3 separate regions of the Cricetulus griseus genome follow, and all the other regions are linked to region 2. Evidence: chromatin contacts called from public Hi-C and Micro-C data. All regions are on one chromosome and are shown on one strand. The core of a region is the stretch at or near the end of the contact, and the rest is flanking DNA. Distances in the headings are between cores, read along the strand shown.

The links. A called contact is a pair of places that touch in the nucleus more often than the background predicts.
Region 1: a Hi-C map of fibroblasts shows a contact between it and region 2, with 6 times the contacts expected there. The contact joins the promoter of Bbs1 here to the promoter of Rbm4b in region 2. A contact is called at or near these places in 3 of 8 Hi-C or Micro-C datasets (the CHO-K1 cell line and fibroblasts).
Region 3: a Micro-C map of the CHO-K1 cell line shows a contact between it and region 2, with 3 times the contacts expected there. The contact joins the promoter of Rce1 here to the promoter of Rbm4b in region 2. A contact is called at or near these places in 6 of 8 Hi-C or Micro-C datasets (the CHK-Q cell line, the CHL-YN cell line, the CHO-K1 cell line and 2 more).

The regions. Positions count from the first base shown.
Region 1 is chr3:54,379,082-54,381,952 of CriGri-PICRH-1.0, reverse strand. Bbs1 (Bardet-Biedl syndrome 1 protein) reads right to left here and starts at 1,406. Exons shown (of 17, transcript XM_027408654.2): 1 at 1,253-1,406; 2 at 874-950; 3 at 736-770. The coding sequence starts at 1,299. It overlaps Dpp3 (dipeptidyl peptidase 3), which reads right to left. Exons shown (of 18, transcript XM_027408652.2): 18 at 2,182-2,727. The coding sequence ends at 2,552.
Region 2 is chr3:54,527,481-54,530,180 of CriGri-PICRH-1.0, reverse strand. Rbm4b (RNA-binding protein 4B) reads left to right here and starts at 1,420. Exons shown (of 4, transcript XM_027408670.2): 1 at 1,420-1,550; 2 at 2,199-2,622. The coding sequence starts at 2,211. LOC118238543 (a long non-coding RNA gene) reads right to left here and starts at 1,412. Exons shown (of 2, transcript XR_004769052.1): 1 at 1,210-1,412.
Region 3 is chr3:54,657,954-54,660,830 of CriGri-PICRH-1.0, reverse strand. It overlaps Rce1 (CAAX prenyl protease 2), which reads right to left and starts at 1,334. Exons shown (of 8, transcript XM_035442046.1): 1 at 1,118-1,334; 2 at 880-982; 3 at 702-785; 4 at 387-465. The coding sequence starts at 1,302. It overlaps CUNH11orf80 (type 2 DNA topoisomerase 6 subunit B-like), which reads right to left. Exons shown (of 17, transcript XM_027408677.2): 17 at 1,384-1,900. The coding sequence ends at 1,527.

The sequences.
Region 1 (2,871 bases), core at 157-2,656, 150 kb after region 2:
TGAGGCAAGGTCTCACTATGTAGTTCTGCCTGGGCTCAAACTTGTCAGGCCAGCCTCAAACTCACAGAGATCGCTATCTGTCTCTATTCTCCAAATGCTGTAATTAAGACATGCATCACTACTCCCACCCCCAAATTAATTTTTAGAGAATTATATATCTGACCATTATAAATCTACAACTTTTTTCTGCTTTATTTCTACAGATCATGTTATAAAATTAATGTTTACTATCTAAATAAAATAGTGGTTAAGAGGACTGGCTGCCCTTCCAGAGGACCCTGGACAATTCCCCGCAACCAACATGGCAGTTCACAACTGTCTGTAACTCCAGTTCTAAAGGATCCGACACCCTCATAAGACATACATGCAAAACAAAACAAAACAAAAAAAACCAATGCACACAAAATAAAAATAAATAAATTATTGAAAGAAAGAAGTTCTGGAGGCTGGAGAGATAGCTCAGCGGTTGAGAGCACTGGCTGCCCTTCTAGAAGACCCAGGTTCAATTCCCAGCACCGACATGGCAGCTCAAAACTGTCTGTAACTCCAGTTCCAGCGGATCTGATATCTTCACACCAATGCACATAAAAACAAGTTAAATAAATTTAAAAATTAAAAAAATAAAGGAGTTGCAACTAAATGTGCCTTTTCAGTACGAATGGGTTCTAGAGTATGTTGCCCCTCTCTGCAAATCTCACTTCTGAGTTTTCCCCACTCAACTTTCTGATTGCCTACCTTGTACTCCCCATCGCCATGCAAATCTGCCAGAGCTGGAAAACACAGAGGGTCGTAAGTGGGAGCTCCAAAGGCTTCACCATTACCCGATCCTTCCATCCTCCTAGAATCCGGGCTTTCCCAGGTCTGGGGACTCACCCAGGCAGGGGGAGAAGGTATGGATGTTGGCCATGGGGTCGTAGTGCGCGTCCAGCCATTTCGAATTGGCTTCGCTGCTGTGAGGGAAAGGAGAGGATAGTTGGAAAAAGTGAGTCTCACGGGAAAGGAAGAAAGTTCTGAGTAAGATGATGCCCGAGCCTGAGAACACGGAGAAAGGAGAATCTGGGATCAATTGGCGCCCGGGGTGATCAGCCAATCACAAACACAGACGCTTCTTGGCCTTTGGTTTCCGTTACTGATTTCTAAACGGCCCTTTCAGAACTTTCAGCGCAGCCCGAAAGCAAGAGCCCGGGACTCGGCACCAAGGCGCGGTCTACTCATCTGAGGGAAAGGAAGCCCTAAGGAACCGGGACTTCACCTCTCAGTTCTCCCGCTGTCGGAATCCGCTGAAGACGTCGCAGCCATCTTCCCTAGCGTCGCCTTGGCAACCACCTCCGCTATAGCGCAACGCCCAATAGAATCCGGACACCAGAAAGCACAGAAACAAACGTTCCGGGGATGTAATTGTCCCGGCTGGAACCAGCCCGTTTCCTTGCCAGCATTTCCTCTTACATTATTTTGACTTATGGTTTCTGCACCAATAACAGGGTCCTGGGCTTCGAGGGCTGGGGAGGAGCTCTTGTTGGAGGTTAAGATCATCAAAATGAACTGCCTCAATTTTTATGGTTAGCCCAGTCGAAAAGTGTCATGTCCTTTCTTCTGACTGTAGAGGTCCAAGCTCTGAGACCCAAACCACGAGGATTAAAGGGCAGGATCTCAAGTTGATGGGTACTAGCTCTTAAGCTCCTGAAAGTTTAAAGTACAAGACGCTTGCTGCTCTTGCAGAGAACCCCAGTTTGCTTCTCAGCAGCCCATGGCAGCTCACAATTCTTTAAGTTTAGTTCTAGGGGATATGATACTATCTTCTAGCTTCTGCTGGGACCAGCCCACAGTGAGAAAATGCACACATACACAGAAAAAAAAATATTAAAAATATGTCATGGGGGCTGGAGAGATGGCTCAGAGGTTAAGAGCACCGACTGCTCATGGTGGCTCACAACCATCCGTTATGAGATCTGGTGCCCTCTTCTGATGTGCAGAATGGAAGCAGAATGTTGTAAACATAATAAATAAATAAAATCTTTAAAAAAAATATGTCACAAAGGAGAGCTGCAGAACTCATACTATGCCTCTGTGCTTTCCTTTAGAGACGATAGCAAAATCCTGTTGTGGACTGGAAGCCAGAAGTGCGGTACTGTGCCCTCCCCAGGCTCTGAACACAGGGAGGAAGAATCTCACACATAGCAATGATGGTTGTTTGTGGTATTTATTTTTCTGGTTATAAAAGTAATACACGAAGAGCATTGGATTTGGTGAGAACGCTTTGAGCCCTGGCTCTGTCACATGCCAGCTACCAGATTTAGACCAGTCACTTCTCAGAACTGCATTGTCCCATGTGGGAAACTGGACTAGGCAGCCTGTGGAGCTCCCTCCAAAGATGGCAGCGCAGACCAAGGAACTGAGGAAGTACTTGGTAAACCAGAAAGTGCTGACAAATAGAAGGGTTAGCATCACCACCCTCAGTTGAGGTAGCACCAGAGTCAGAGCCCACCCCTACCCCCCACTCCTAATGACACACACAGGTTTATGGAGTGGGGAAAGGAATCACGAAATCTTCTCAAGCCTGGCCAGCTGGGGCCTCCTTGACCTGGTCCCTCCAGAATCTGGCATCTGCTGTGGCTAGCTGGGTAAGGACCTCCTCCAATTCAGGCCCATCTTCTGGAAAACGCTCACAGAAAGATCGGATGAGACCAGCAGCTGAGGCCTCATACTCTACAAGCTGTACTTCTGAGCCTGGGAGGAGACAGAGAAAAAACAGCAGCACCGAAAGATGTGAATAGGGAAGCTGCATCATAGTAACAGAGTCGTAAGACTGTCGAGTGCTGACTGACCTCTTGGCACAAACTGTTCAACGTTTAGGCCAGTTATCTTAGTCAT
Region 2 (2,700 bases), core at 171-2,670:
GGGTGTGTTTCTTTGACTGACCCTTCCCTTACAGACAGAACCCAAAGTTGTGTGATAACAGACCCAGAGAGAATTCCAGGACAGCCAAGGCTACACAGTGAAACTCTGTTTCGAAAAACAAAACCAAAATTTTTAATTTTAAAAATATGTTTGTTGCCGGGAGGGTGGTGGTGCACACCTTTAGTCCCAGCACTCCAGTGGCAGAGGCAGGTGGATCTCTGTGAGTTCCGAGACCAGCCTGGTCTACAAGAGCTAGTTCCAGGACAGCCTCCAAAGCCACAGAGAAACCCTGTCTCGAAAAACAAATAAATAAATAAATAAATAAATAAATAAATATGTGTCTGTTATTACAATTAGAAAGACAATGGCTTCTGAAATGAGTAGGAAACATGGATTTGGTGACAGAAATGTTTCCAAGTAGCTTGGGCAACTGATCTTTATAGTATTGGAGAAGCTGGTGTTGAAACTACCACAATGGAGAATGGTGTTTAACAATCATCCTAGTATCTCTACCAGGAAATAAACTCAACCCATCAATCTCTCTAAATGGCCCAAATACTCTTTGTTGAATGGGATAGTGAATAATCCACCTAGCTAGTACCCTTCTGCCACCAGGAGGTGCCCTTGGACCGCAGCTGAAAGTCAGGAGCCTGACAATTGCCTGTACCTCTGGCAGCTTGGACTGGATGTGGAGCCCCTTGTCACACTCACATCCCCAAACCCGGACTCTCTCTGGACTTCTACACCATTTTTTTTTGGGGGGGGGAGGGTGCTTACCACATTTCAGGAACCATGACAGGCAGATACACAACGAGAGAGGGAAAACCCAGCGCACGTATATTCATGAATAAACATGACAAAGTACAGTTTGGATAGAGAAATACCTTCCTCGTTCTAACCCAGCTCTGTCACAGATCACCTTTTCGTCCCTCGATTCTCAGTCTCTATTTTCTCGCCAATGAACACCACAATTGCAGCGAAAATTAAGTTGTTTTAAGGGAGTTGCTCGCTCCCTCCCATCCAAATAAGGGAGAGATTAGGTTAAGATGGGGTGCTTAGACTTCTGAAGTATCGCTCTCAGCCGCCACAGAGCTTGAGAAAACCCCCTTCTAGCGGGCCCAGTGAAACAACCCTTTGTCATCAGCCTCCCTCGACAGTGGGCTAATAGCACGATCCATTGTGATGGTTAGATACTCCCCCTGCGCTTACTGTTTTGCCAAGGCAGGGGTTGCTTCCAGAGATCTTTTGACGCGCAAGCCGCGACCCTCTCCCAAGGTGGTGATTGGCTATCCGGGGCTGGGGGCGGGCTGACCCCGCAGTGCCGTCACCACATGACCCCGCCCCCGCACGGGGGCGGCCATTTGTGTGCGGCCGCAGGATTGGTCGCCCCGCTCCTGCGAGGGGGAGGGGAGGCAGGCAGCGCGCACTCGCGCGTGCGTGAGCTGGCGCGCGAGAAAGCGCTCGGTCGCGCCGAGGCTCGAGCGGCCGTCGCCATTTTGTAGGGTTCTCTCTGACGCGGGACCCGCCGCCACCGCCAGCACCACCCGGAGGTAGGAGAGGATGCTGTGGGTGTGTGGGGAGCCCGGGAGCAGCCCGGCCGGGCCTCGGGAGGGCCAGGGAGGCCCAGGTTTGGGGCTACTCATCTTCTGAGGAAGGTCCCGGGAAGACAAGGGAAGGAGGCGGGGCCGGGTCTCCGGAGGGGGCGGGGCAGGGGTCGGGCCGAGTCTTTGTTGGGATGTAGCAGCTGGAGGTTGGGCCGCTGAGGAAGGGGGTTCAGGTGTGGGGAGTAAGAGGGCTTTTCGTTCTTAAGAGTGTGGTGGGAAGTGATGCCGCGCTGTGGAGAGGCACACAGATTTCCCTCCAAAATCTTGTCACTAGGAACATTCAGATGTTTCTTGCGTTCTGCTTGGCGTTTTCTTCCCTGTGCTAAGCCTTGAAACAGCTAACCTTGTAGATTAGATGTACCTGACCTCACAGAGATGTTGGACCTAGTTGTGCACTCTGCCCTCCGATCTTCTGTTGGCATTGCCACACAGCTTGCACTACTTAGGAACAAACTGCTATTTCTCTCTCAAAAGGAATAAATTACCTATGTGAGGGTCGGGAAGATATTAATAATTGGGCCATTAAATGGAAATGCTGCAATGCTATGTCTCACTTCACGCCTGACTTTTGAAATGTTGTTTGTAATCTGCCAGGCTCTTGTCAGGATGGTGAAGCTGTTCATTGGAAATCTGCCCCGGGAGGCCACAGAGCAAGAGATCCGCTCACTCTTCGAGCAGTACGGGAAGGTGCTAGAATGTGACATCATTAAGAACTATGGCTTTGTGCACATAGAGGACAAGACGGCCGCTGAGGATGCCATACGCAACCTGCACCACTACAAGCTGCACGGAGTGAACATCAATGTGGAAGCCAGCAAAAATAAGAGCAAAGCTTCAACCAAGTTACATGTGGGCAACATCAGCCCCACTTGTACCAACCAAGAGCTTCGGGCCAAGTTTGAGGAGTATGGCCCAGTCATCGAATGTGACATCGTGAAAGATTATGCCTTTGTACACATGGAGCGGGCAGAGGATGCCGTGGAGGCCATCAGGGGCCTTGACAACACAGAGTTTCAAGGTGAACTGTTGTGGGGCTTGGGTGGCAGAGCTTCCTGGAGTCTAAGTCAAGGCAGAGGCAAGAACATAAGACCATGGG
Region 3 (2,877 bases), core at 85-2,584, 130 kb before region 2:
GGGAAGGGAACAAACTTTATAAGACCTAATTTCAATATCTTGAGATATAATTGACAACAGTAAGGTAAGGCAACAGTATACGAGGGAGTCATAGTAAATTCTGATACCAAAATTCAATCAAGGCCAGTATTTGGGGAAGCCAAAGGATGGAAGAACAAGGGAAGATGCTGTCTGACCCATATCAAGTACTGTTTTGGGTCCTGAAAGGCCTCCTCGAGTACCAGGAATTTACAAGGTACCCAGCAGTATGATGCCTTTTACTGATGAAGAAACACACCCAGAGAGGTGACATCTCACCTCTTCAGTCCAGATCACATCTCACTGACTCCTCTCCCCAGTGTCCTGGACTGCCTGTGCCTACCTTTTCCTCAGTCTTGAAGACTCACCCAGGACAACCTTCAGCCCATCTGTCAGGTCACACGGGCAATCCATAGAGAGCTGCATCAGTGGACCCAGGAATAGGATCTGGGGGCAAAAAAAAAAAAAACCAGATCAAATGAAAGCCCCACCACAATCCAGTGCCCTTGGTCAGTGTCATGAGACCTCAGGCTTCCCGAGTTCTAGGGTTTCCCAGCAATACACACCTGGGGGCTCAAGGGCCACATCATAGTTTCTGTCTGTCATCTGCCAAAGGCAGGCTGGACACGGGGCATTTCATTACACTAGTGACAACAGAGTAGGAAAAAGGAAGCAGGACTCACCATAGTTAGCAGCAGGGGCAGCAGAGCTGCTGGGAAAATGCCCTCCAGCCTGAAGCCCATCAGGGTGAGCAGTGATGTGCCTGGCTGAGCCACAGGAAAGGGGGCATCAGTGATGTTCCCTCCCACAACAAAACCTGGGATCCTTTCCCTGGTTGCCCGCGCCCCGCCGCCTTCGCACCTGGATGCCAGTGAGTTCCCTCCAGAGCAGCACGCAGAGAGGGGACAGGCTGGAGACCACCAGGACGCTGGTGAAACGCCGCTTGATGACAGCAGGGTGGTCCCTAGGAAGGGAGCCGTAGGTTGAGCGGGCCTGCAGCAGCCGCTGGCCGCCGCGGCCCCACCCCCGTCGGCCCAAGCTCCGCCCCTGCCCCGCCTCGCGGGGGCGCGGATCCCGGCCGCGCGCGCAGCCCCCACACCTGGGCAGCTCGCTCTTCCACACGTAGAGGCTGCCCACATAGGAGCAGGCGAGACTGAAGCAGGAGAACACGGACACCCAGCAGCACAGCCCCGGGCCCGGGCCGCTCAGCGCGGCTGACTCGGGCTGCCGCTCCGGCCGCGACACCGACAGTAGACGCAGCCCGTCCCCGCCCAGCGCCGCCATCACGCCCGGACCCGCGGCGCGCAGCAGTGACGCAACTACGTGGATGACGTCAGGTGGCGGCGCGAGCGCCGGCTCCCCCGGGGCGCCCCTCCCCTTGAACTGTAGTCGACGCGTCTTGCTGGCAGCCGCTTTATTGAACCCTAGAGCGCGGGACACGCGTGCCCGGGGCATGTTTGGCCCGATGGGATTCTCAGCAGGGGGCACTTAGAGCCTGCGCCCCGGACTCAGCCACTCGGACAGATTGGAGACCTCTTGCAGCCACAGGTCCTGCGGGAGTAGAGGAGACGGTGGTGAGGACCCAGCCGCAGCCGCCCAGGCCCGCAGCCGCCCAGGCCCGCAGCCGCCTGTCCCTCCTGCGCCCGCCACGGTACCTCCAGGCCGCCCGCAGCGCTCGCTGCGTCGGGCGCCGGGGCCCTGCCGCGGGCTGCTGGGGCTTGTGGTCCTCCGGCAATGGGGGAGGCCACGGCGGGCTCCTGGTGGCGCGTGGCGGACTCTGGAGGGCTCGGGTCCTCGGCGGGGCACAGAGCTGGCGATTCTTCCCTGCCCTGGCTGGGGCTTCTTCTCTTGAGCCTCTTGTTTTCAGCTTGCCCGCCGGTCTCTAGGAGAAGACAGGTTCACTTCACCTCGCTCCCGCAGCCTTGTGCTGGCGCTGGAGTCTTGAGGCGGGGATGGGGCGTGGGGGGTGAGCGAGGGGGTATTCTTAATGAACTCTCCCACTCTATCCTTCCAGCTGAAATCCTTTTCAGCGCCTGGCCTTCCGTAGCGTTCCTTCCCCTTTTAGCTGGACCTTGATTAGGGGCATCTGTTACTATCCGCTCAGATTGAGTAATATGAATTTCAAGCTCCGATTGCTTCGGGCAGAAAGCATCTCAGTCTCTCTGGTGTTTAGGCAGTTACTACAGTGACAGCTTCTTGTTGTTGATATTTAAACAGGCTCTCGTGTAAGGCTGGCCTTAAACTGATCATCCTGCTTCTGTCTCCCAAACGCTGGGATTACAGACACGAGCCCAGTGATTCTCGACTTGTGTGGCTCGAGACCCCTTTGGGTCGAAGCCCTGTCTGTCACAGGGGTTGCATATCAGATACTTAATTGATTCATAACAATAGCAAAATTACGGTTATGGAGTAGCAACGAAAATAATTTTACGGTGTGTGTGTGGGGGGCACCACAACATAAGGGTTGCATTTTAACGTTAGGAAGGTTGAGAACTACTGTTAGCTTGTCTGTAACAGGTTCACTTGTGGAATCAAACTCAGGGTCTAGACAACAAACACTCTGCCACTGAGCTGCACGCCCCGCCCCCGCCCCCACCCACCCCTTAGGTGCAAATTTACAGCGTCTTTGCCTTAGCACATTCCTCCTGAGCAGCTCCCTGGGAATGTCAGCCACAAAAGCACTTTTCCTTAGAAAACTTAATGCGCACACTAATAAGTACAATGCACCGATTGCTAGTCCTCCTAACTTTAAAGTAGGAACGAATGCTGCTGCTCCTGCTCAAGACCCACAGTCGCTGTGAGAGCCAACCAATCCCAGCAGGTGGCAGCATAGCCGAAGTGCAGTGCAATAGTTGGATC